Linked DNA regions of Sus scrofa: region 2 is linked to region 1. The links are chromatin contacts, called in public Hi-C maps. All regions are on one chromosome and are shown on one strand. Each heading gives the region's core, a stretch centred on a gene start, on an enhancer-like site or on the middle of the called end of the contact. The rest is flanking DNA. Distances are from core to core; before and after follow the strand shown.

Region 1 (4,850 bases), core at 1,678-4,177:
TTTTTATGTTCTGTGATTCTGTACTTTTTTTTTTTTTTTTGCGCAGCAAAACTGACTAATACTGTCTTTAAGGCTCAGTGCTCAATATGACCATACCTATACTCTCTGGCCTCCTCTCCCTCCAACACACCTAAGTCCTTTGTTCCCAAGCCCACTGTGTGAGGTACTCCCTCTGTCTGGACTTGTCTTCCTCACCTTATTGTTCAAAGCCAGGGTCAGATTTTCACCTTTTTTCATGATACCCGTCTTAATCTCCACTCCCAAAATAAAAATAAATGAATAAAGACAGTGATAACAGTAACACTTTTATAATAAATTGCTAATCCATTCACTAAGTATTGATTGGGCACCTGCTCCAAGCAGATCTATGCTCTTCTCCCTGTGTGGCCCCCAAGCTCTTTATCCAGATCCGTCTCAGGGTCAACACCCGGCATTGCCATCCGCTGTTTAGGAGGCCTGCTCTCCCAGAACCATTGCTTCTTCCAGGGTGAAGGCTGTCTCTTTCATCTCCTTGTCTGGTATGAGGATAAACACAAAGTAAACGGCAGTTGAATGCAATCTCCTTGTGAATAGTAGCTGACAGCATATGTGGCCAGTTCCCTGAATGAGAGAAAGAGGCCAGAGGGTCCCACAGCTGGGGCTGATGCTGCTCCCACCTGCAGCCTGGCCCGGCCTCGAGTCCAAACCAAATCTGACCAGGGCAGGAAGTCCTTAAGCATCTTCAGAATATAATCCAACAGGGCTTAGTGTTGAATCACCCTGTTTATTGGCCTCATGGGTGAGTCATTTCCCCAGCCCTGAGTTCAGGATTTTTCTGGGTCGCCTCTCCACTGGCCCAACCTGGAAGGTCATCTATATGATCACCAAGCTTCTGGGCTGCCTCCCTCAAACCTTCCACCAGCTAAGGCACCTCCACATAAAGCTGGGCCTTCTTACTCAGTGCTCCCTGCACAGGACTGGCCTGCCTGGTTCCAAGTTCTGACAGCGTCTCCAGTCTAGGTTCCTCTAAGGAGGGATTCAGCTGTGGTTTTGCTGGTCCCTTCTCCTGTTACTATAGTTCTGCCCTTGGAACCCAGCTCGTTTCTGGGGCCTGCTCCCCTGACTGAGAAAGTGAGTATGAAATCCCCACTAGAATTTAGTGACTGCAGCCACCACTAAATACTCAGGTCTTTGGAGACAGAGAGTTCATCCCAAAATACAGATAGGATCATATTTTACATGCCACTGAAAAAAATATTGAGTGAATAAATGGAAGGATGAATGCCCAGCCTCCGAGCTCACCATCCAAAGGATAAGGGAACTAGAGTGAACACAGTATTTTATTTTATTTTGTCTTTTTTTTTTTTTTTGCCTTTTCTAGGGCCACTCCCATGGCATATGGAGGTTCCCAGGCTAGGGGTCCAATCGGAGCTGTAGCTGCTGGCCTATACCACAGCCACAGCAACAGGGGATCCAAGCCGTATCTGCGACCTACACCACAGCTCACAGCAATGCCAGATCCTTAACCCACTGAGCAAGGCCAGGGATCGAACCCGCAACCTCGTGGTTCCTAGTCAGATTCGTTACCCACTGCACCATGACGGGAACACCGTGAACACAGTATTTTAGATCTCAGACTAAAACCGCATTTCTACCTCTCTTATTCTTCACTTGATCTAACCAGCACTTCTTGCTGATCCTAACAGTTCCCAACTCAGCCTAAGTCCTCCTCCATCACACTTCCCCCAATTGCCAACCTACACCTATTTTCCTGCCTCCACTATTTCTGCCAGTCTCTTCTGGCACAAGGCTTGTATGGCTGGATGTGACAATGTTGAGACATGTCTCCATCTGGTAAGCTCTGGGACCCTAGTCCTTAGGTTCTGCCTTTACTGGCAGCCTCTGGTAAAATACCCCAGCTATTTATAGGGTGTCTCCAGAGCTCAACTCTGTACCCCTTGCCCTTCTCTAAACCGTGATGCAGGGTTGGTTGATGGAAAGGGACTGAGTGAGGCTTTGATGAATCTCAGCATTTCCCCATTGCTGTCTAATTCTCTGATGAGCAGCCCTGCCTCGTTGCTGAATTCTGATGGGGCACAGAAATAAAGTCCAGAAATCCTGCAGGTCCCTCCCTGGGCTGCAGGTCTCTGGTCCTCACAAGACTGGAAGCAAATGATTCTGCTAAGAACCCTCACTATGAGACCCTGCCACATCTGGAGAGGATGAGAGGTTGGAGACCCTCCCCTACGTCGATCAAGAGGAAGGTGCCTTCCAGAGGGAGTGTAGAACGTCAGACATGGCAGTGAGGGCTTCAGAGCGACACCAAGGGATGGACTGCATGGTAGCATATTCCTTTGCTCCAGAAACAGCTCTGGCTTTTTCAGCTACACTCAGATCCAGTTAGCTGCTGAGGACACCTCAGCCTAGGGAGCTCACCAGGGGTTGGAAGGATGCCCTTAGGAAACACAGTCCTGGAAGAGGAGAGGGCAGCTTGTGCTGCTCGGAATCACATAGTCTCAGAATCTTGAAACCAAAAGGGCCAGAGATACATTGCTGTCCAGCCAGCCCTCTATGACTCCTCTGATGAAAGGCTATCCTATATTAGAACACCTCAGGCCACAGAGCCCTCACTGCCCCACAAAGCTACATATTTCTTCTTCACCCATTCTCTTCTACCTTAAACTGAGCTGAAACCTGCCTCCCTGTGAGATAAAGTGTCACATATCCCTCAGCTCCTCCGTCTGAGCTCCTGGGATGCCCCAGCTTTGGGGACATTTACTAATCTCCCAGTTTAATACACACTTCTAAAGTGGCCAGAATTCTATTTCTCTTTAAAGGTCTCTCTGAGGCTCAGAAGAGTGTCAGAAAAGAAGATAAAGTTGTGAGTTGGGTCATTGGAACATCCTGATGTCTTCAAGGTGTTTATTTATAGCCCTGCTGTAAAGAGAAGCATCACCCCAGCCTTAGCTTGCAGGTTCCCTCCCACTCTGGGGTCAGGGTAGGACAGGACATGTGGCAGCTGAGGGCAGCTGCCACCCCACCACCTGTGCGCCCCCCCACGCCTGTGCACACATTTTTTATCCCTAACACCCCTTTGCCACTGGGACTGCCTTTTTTTAACATGCAAATTTCGCATAAAATCCTTCAAATGAAAACAGGTACTTTTCATTTTCCTCCCATAAACAGACACTTTCTAAATATTTAGACATCTGTATATAATGCCCTTAAACTGTTTGTTCTAAAGCATAAATAGGTATCTCCGTGTTTGAGTTAGTGTCTGATATGTTTCTCATTTAAGGAGAAAACATAAAAAATAATTGGAATAACTACAGCCAGGAACAATGCTTACACAGCATGTCAGTGTCTTTTATTGTGTCTTAAAGTAAAAGCTTCAGTCCTAGGAGTCTTTTCTTCTCTATCAAACAAAAGCACAGCTCTTGCTTTTAACCCTTCACAGGACTCGACTGCCTCAGGCAAGGGGGACCAGCAAAGGACCCATTTTTTTAGGGCCTGATTTGCTATCTAGTTGCAGTCATAATGCTTAGGGGGCAGTACACTGACTCCTCATCCTCAACTTTTCATTAAGCGAATGAATTCCCTTTTTATTCCTAAGGAGGGGAAAGTCTCATCCCCTTCCCCAGCCCCTAATTGCCTCTCAAGGCCCAGATGAAATGAGGAAGAATGACTCCAGCACTTAGATCTGCCCTTCTGAGTTCTCTGGAATCTAGCTGAAGGGTCTGTGATCATCCATCCACCTCTACCAGAACTGGGTGGGAAATACAATTCAGAGGGGGGAGAATTAGGGAACCAGTGTGGATACAGGTCTAAGTTATTTCCTCCAATCAGCTTTATACTAATTTTTTAGACTCCATCTCTCTTTTTCTAGTTGCTTTCTTAGATGATCCAACCTACAGTATGAAGTCAGGTGAAGTTAGTGTTACCCTCAAATCCTTACTATCAAATGTGATGTTCCAAGCATTCGAAGCTCCCCTCTGTACACACAGATGAAACCTTGTATTTTTACTGCATTCTTAAAATGGAGCTTATACAAGATACTAATTAATGAATGGTGTTCCAGTGGATCTAATTCAGCCTTCACTGGATTGTCTTCAATAACTCTGCCAAACTGTTATCTAGCCTTGCTTGGACCTCTTGGTGATGGGGCAGTCTCTCTTTTAGGAGATAGCCTCTTTCATTGCTAGACAGCTCTGACTGCTAGAACTTCTTTTTTTCATAAATAGGCTGAAATTTCCTGTAATATCCACCCCTTGGCCCTGCTATGGACTGAACTGCATCCCTACCAGATTGATATGTTGAAGCCTTACCTTCTAATGTGATGATATTTGGAGATGGGTTAGATGAGCTCATGAGGGTGGGGCCCTCATGATGGGATTAGCGCCTTTATATGAAGAGATACTAGAGAGCTTGCTCCTTCCTCAGAGGCACAAAGAAGAAGTCATGTGAGGACACAGAGAGATGGTGTCACCTACAGGGCAAGAGAGGAGGCCTCAGGAATAAAACTTACCTTATTGGCACCTTGATCATGGATTTCTAAGCCTCTGGAACTTCGATTTCTATTGTTTAGGCTTCAGCAATGTGGCGTGGCCTCCAGTCTGTGGTATTTTGTTAGAGGAATTTGAACAGATGAGGACAGGTCCTGTTTATTCATTCTTTCACTTAGCAAACATACAATGAAACCCTAGTTGTATAAGACACTCTGCTGGGAGCTTGAGATTAAAATAAAAATGAGGAAGTTTCCATTTCTGCAGAGTCAGTTTGGAAAACAAACAAAAAAGCCAGTAATTTCAGCACAAAGTATACTTGAGTATAAAGACTTCTGTGATAAAGGCAGCGAAGACCCAGCAGAAGGA
Region 2 (4,850 bases), core at 1,388-3,887, 65 kb before region 1:
TTATTGGGAAGATTTTAAGAGTTTTAAATTCAGCTTGGTTTCTAAGAATGCTGGGGACCCAGAGCTGAAGAGACATGGCAGCTTTCTGAGGGATCCTGTCATACCTTAATATCCACAGAATAATCTTTATACCAAGGACAAGTTACAAGCCCAAAAACGACTTGATTAAGCCATGTGGGTATATTCTAGAAGACATAAAAGAGAAGGTGGCATTTTAACAAGACCTTGAAATTAGGGAACGTCTTCCAGTTGAAGAATAGAGGAAAGGGTATCCGAGGATGAGGGAACAATGAGTATAAGCGAAGAGCCTGTGGTTGGCGAAAGTTGGTATGCTCAGAATATAGTAAGCAGAGAGGAGTCATTTATGGGTGAATAAAGGAATGAGAGAGGAAAAGAAAACTAGAGGGGCAAGCTGAGGTCAGTTTCTTTAAGATCCTCCAATGCCAAGCAAAGACATTTGAACATTATGAAGGTCATGGACACCTCGCAAAGGATGAGTTTAATTGAGTGGGTCCACAGGGCACTCACACAACAGAGCTTGGACCTCAGAAAAGGAAGGCAGATTCAGATGCTTCGGCAAACAAAGATGGCTTGGAACCTGCAGAGTAACTTCATCTGTTCACTATGACCCGAAAGATTGAGCCCCAGGTGCAAAGAGCCATGGTCTTCTACAGACCACACCAGGAAACTAAAATGGCAGTGGTACCTTGAATTTGGGACTGCTTTCCTCCTAGAGGAGGAGATTAGGAGAAGGAAACTAAATTAGCTGAGCTGCTAGCATGCTTCAGGGATGTGGCATGTAATTTTCATAACATGTATTATGATGTTTCACTCAATATGTGTGATTGTCCCCCTTTCCTAAATGAAGCATTTGAGTCTCAGAAAGGGTCAGTAACTTTCCTAAGGGAACCAGCTAATAAGAGCAGAGCCAGGATTTAATCCAGCTAATAAGAGCAAAGCCAGGATTTGATCCGTGGTCAGCCAGTATCAAAGCTTTGCTTCTACCACTGCCTACTCTCACCAAAAGTTTCCACAGCTGACAGCTTCATCTATCACTGGTTAGGGCAATTTATCTCCTTTTTTCAGAGGAGGGTATTGAGACACAGAGAATTCTCCAAAAAGCATATTACCCATGGACACCTTACATCAGATAGCATTCTGATAAAAAACAGAGATGGAATTCTGATCTGACAGCGGTGGTACTGAGGAAAGTGTTTTCCTGGATCTCTGGGATAGAAGTGATTAGCCTCATTTCAATCTGTCTTTCCCAAAGTCATTTGCCTTGCTTATTCCTGACTTTGAGGGCAGATGTGACCACGCTTGGCTCTTTGATTTTTGAGGGGGTAGATAAAGTTGGGGACTGGAGCCACTTTCCTATTACATAACACGATCATTCCCTTAACTAAAAAAGTGGGGGAGGGGGAGGTGCACAGTTTCCAATTCAAGTGCTTTTCAAAAAATAGGGGAAAAACATAGTTAAAAAATTTGAAGAAAGAATGCCTCCCTAAACGTGAAATTGTTCAGAAATAGGTATTTGTAATAGGATTCAAAGTGCTCATGACAGCTACTACTTACACTGTTTAAAAAGTTGCAATTAGTACCAAAAGGCTTGGATGAAGAAAACATCATATCATAGGCATATTTATAAAACAACTTCCATCAGCCAAAGGAAAAATGGACAGAACTCTATTACAAGCTTTTTATATTTGAAGAGCAATTTCTAATAATATATCTAGAAGCCATTTCTGAAATTGACTTAGTGTGCATGATCTGGGATTAATGTTTTTTGCAAAATCACATGCTCATTTGAACGTAAACATTTTGCACTTCCGTTCCACCTCCTGGTTCAGAAGAATGCAACACCAATGTGTAAAATGATCTATCAAAATTAATTGTGAATGCCCTAATCCAATCAAGTCCACCTCATTAGGCAAACATTTAAATTATTAAGTTAAATAGTAGGATATTTCAATATCATCTTGTTATGCTATTTTTATGGCGGTGCAAATGCTGTCTACAGATGGGCTCAGCTTCCTGGACTTGCCACTATTGTTGAGGCACTTATCACCTCCGCTGGCAGGTTTCACACCTGTGTGACCTTGGTCCAGCCACAAACACTCACTCCCTCATAATTACTGTTGGAGCACCTACTATGTGCTAAAATTTGAAAGCCAGAGAAGACCTGCAGGATTAGCTCGTCACTTCTTTTCGAAGACATAGAAACTGAAGTTCTGAGAGCTTGGATCCTTTTTCATGGATCACTCAGCAAATTTGTAGCAGAGCAGCATGGAGAATCATGGCTTCCTGACTGCATCCATCTCTCTGCTTTCTTTTTCACTCTTCTAAATTGGTTTCCTGTTCATCTCCCTCTCTGCTTTAATTGAAGTAGAAATATAGAAATAAAATAGATCAGGTCCATGTTGGACATATTTTGAATAATGAGTCTTTTGCAAAATGACACTTTTATCCCACCCCCACCCCCACCCCATACCACACAAGATACACTCCCAACCTGGTTGTTCTTCTCAGGGCTTTAAATAGCTTGTCCTTTCCAAATTCCTCCAGCCAGCAAACAGCTATTCATCATTCTATATTTCCTTGAAGGCCAGCCCAACAGAGACATGTTTGGAAGAAATAAGATCTGGATGTCTCAGATTCCAGCCCCCAAATTAGTCTCTGGGTATGTGTATGTTGCAGGGAGGAAGAAGAAAGAGGAAACAGATAGGAACTAAAGCAGGCCTGAGGTCCAGGCATCACTCTGCCTATACTGGGATCCGGAAAATTACGTAGTCCTGTCCTCACCAGAACCCCCACTCCCTTTCCCCTCAGGGAGTGTGATCATGATGTCTGAAGATTTCACCCCAATTCTGGATGCAGATCTAGGGGACCTCTAGATGCTACCCTATTCTTTGCCATAAAGTGAAATGAAGAATTTCCCTGTGAACCCTTTTTGGTGTTTGGCTCAAATATGCACCCAGTTCTCTTTTCCTTATCCTCGGGGCGTGACTGAGGCAGGGAAAGAACTACCAAAGACATTTCCAAGGGAAACAGAACAGAGAGGGCCAATGGATCTGGATAATCCACACTGCTGAGTTTAGCTAGTGGGTTGTCTGATCCAGGCACCAGAGTTTCATTACAACCTTCATGAGTCCTGGTTGGCACTTTTGTCTCCATGGGCAATTTCCTCCATAAAATCTTTAAAAATTAAAAAAAAATCTTAAAACTACATTAATATAAAGAGGAATATATTAATATTATGAAATGACATTTCTTTCAACCTAAATTTTTTTTTTCCTCCTGATGTTAAAGGAATTTAAAATGTTTCTGTGAGTCCCTCCCTAAAGGTACCAGGGGCGCCGGGCACTGAGCCTACTGTTAATGGATAAATGCGCGCTGTCAGGCCCAAGAGCGTGAAGCTCAGGGAGAAAAGTCTCCCACTCTGCCTCCATTTGGTGGATGGACATCAATTCCAACAGCCTGGAAATATCTAGTTTCTCTGGATGCGGGCAAGAGGAAAGAGCTTTATCTCCTGTCCTCTCATTTCCTATTTCCTATCTGAGCACAAATTGAAAATTATTGGTGTAGGAAGAGGTCACCGTCTTTAATATCAATCAAGCTTAGGCTCTCCAAGGTTATCTTTGGAGGAAAACCACCTTTGTTCCTTGTCCTCTCAGTTTGATTCCTTTTGCCACCATCACAACCGTCCTCCGTAAAGACACATTGTTCACATGTTAAAATGCAGCTCAGTCAGGGTTAGAATCATCAAAAGACCTTCCCAAGGGGAAGTAAACACAGAGAATACTGTGAATTCATGATTCAAAAGGGCCCATAAGAACAGATGTTGGCAGCTATGACTCAGCAGAGGGACCTGGGTAGCCTTTGTTTAAAGAGCTGTAAAATTGGAAACTAATGCACCACTGGTGGGAGTATAGGTTGGTGCAACCCCTTTGCCAAAGCCCTGGCAGTATCAGCTAAGGTTGTCACATGACCCAACTTTTCTGTGCCTAAGTACTATATTGAACCAGATGAAATTGCCAACATTTGGCTGTTTTTGATCTACAAAAATGGCAAGTTAATTTGATTTGATCTAACACATAACCAAAAGAAATGCATTTGTCAAAAGCCACGTTTAAGATTGGTAGAGGAGCACTGTTCCTAGTAATTAAGCACTGGACATGCACAAAAACCCGTCAACCATAGCTTGGATTAAAAAAATATATGGTTTATTCATAGAAGAGTGCATGCAGTAAGGATAAATAAATTACAACTATCTATAACATCTTGGATGGCGCTCACAAACAGTGATGACTGAAAGAAGTCAAACGCAAAAGGGTATATATTGTATGATTCCATTTATATAAAATTCAGGTGCAAACACTACTAGCCCAGTTTGTTAGAAGTCAGAAAGGGGTTACCCTAGCCAAAGGAGACTATATGTTGACCTGAAACACATGTAAGGAACACTTTCTTGATCTGAGGATCAGTTTCATGGGTGTGTATACTTTGAGAAAATTCCCCAAGCTACATGAATTGCCTATGTACATTTTCCTTTCTTAAAAAGTTTCACTAAAAAAAAAAAGTAAGCTGCAGAAGGACTCAGGCAGCTGTTGGCACAGAGACACCAGCTGGCTCCAGGGGCGCCTGCACTCTGCCCTCCAGTTCTTGTTTGTGCCTTAGCAGATTTTTTGACCATTACTTAATATAAGCTTTGTGCCAACCACTCTCAGGCTTTATCTCACTTAATCCCCAGCTCAAAATTGAGGTGGATCCTATTATTTTTTTAATTTGAAATGTTTTTATATTGAAGCATAGTTGATTTATAATATTGTGTTAATTTCAGGGGTACATCA

What was found. A called contact is a pair of places that touch in the nucleus more often than the background predicts.
Region 2: a contact with region 1 is called in a Hi-C map of skeletal muscle, with 2.7 times the contacts expected there. The contact joins two enhancer-like sites. A contact is called at or near these places in 1 of 5 promoter capture datasets (liver), 3 of 47 Hi-C or Micro-C datasets (liver and skeletal muscle) and 1 of 2 datasets of contacts at active chromatin or transcription factors (skeletal muscle).

What each region holds. Positions count from the first base shown.
Region 1 is chr2:43,327,843-43,332,692 of Sscrofa11.1, reverse strand. No RefSeq gene overlaps it. Among named protein-coding and RNA genes, the nearest start is that of INSC, 680 kb to the left of the region's middle. Within about 2 kb of position 2,927, at least 2 of the 83 cell types and tissues checked have an H3K27ac peak or open chromatin away from gene starts, as enhancers often do. A contact at or near this core is called in skeletal muscle, where this site is marked.
Region 2 is chr2:43,392,613-43,397,462 of Sscrofa11.1, reverse strand. No RefSeq gene overlaps it. Among named protein-coding and RNA genes, the nearest start is that of INSC, 620 kb to the left of the region's middle. Within about 2 kb of position 2,637, at least 5 of the 83 cell types and tissues checked have an H3K27ac peak or open chromatin away from gene starts, as enhancers often do. A contact at or near this core is called in skeletal muscle, where this site is marked.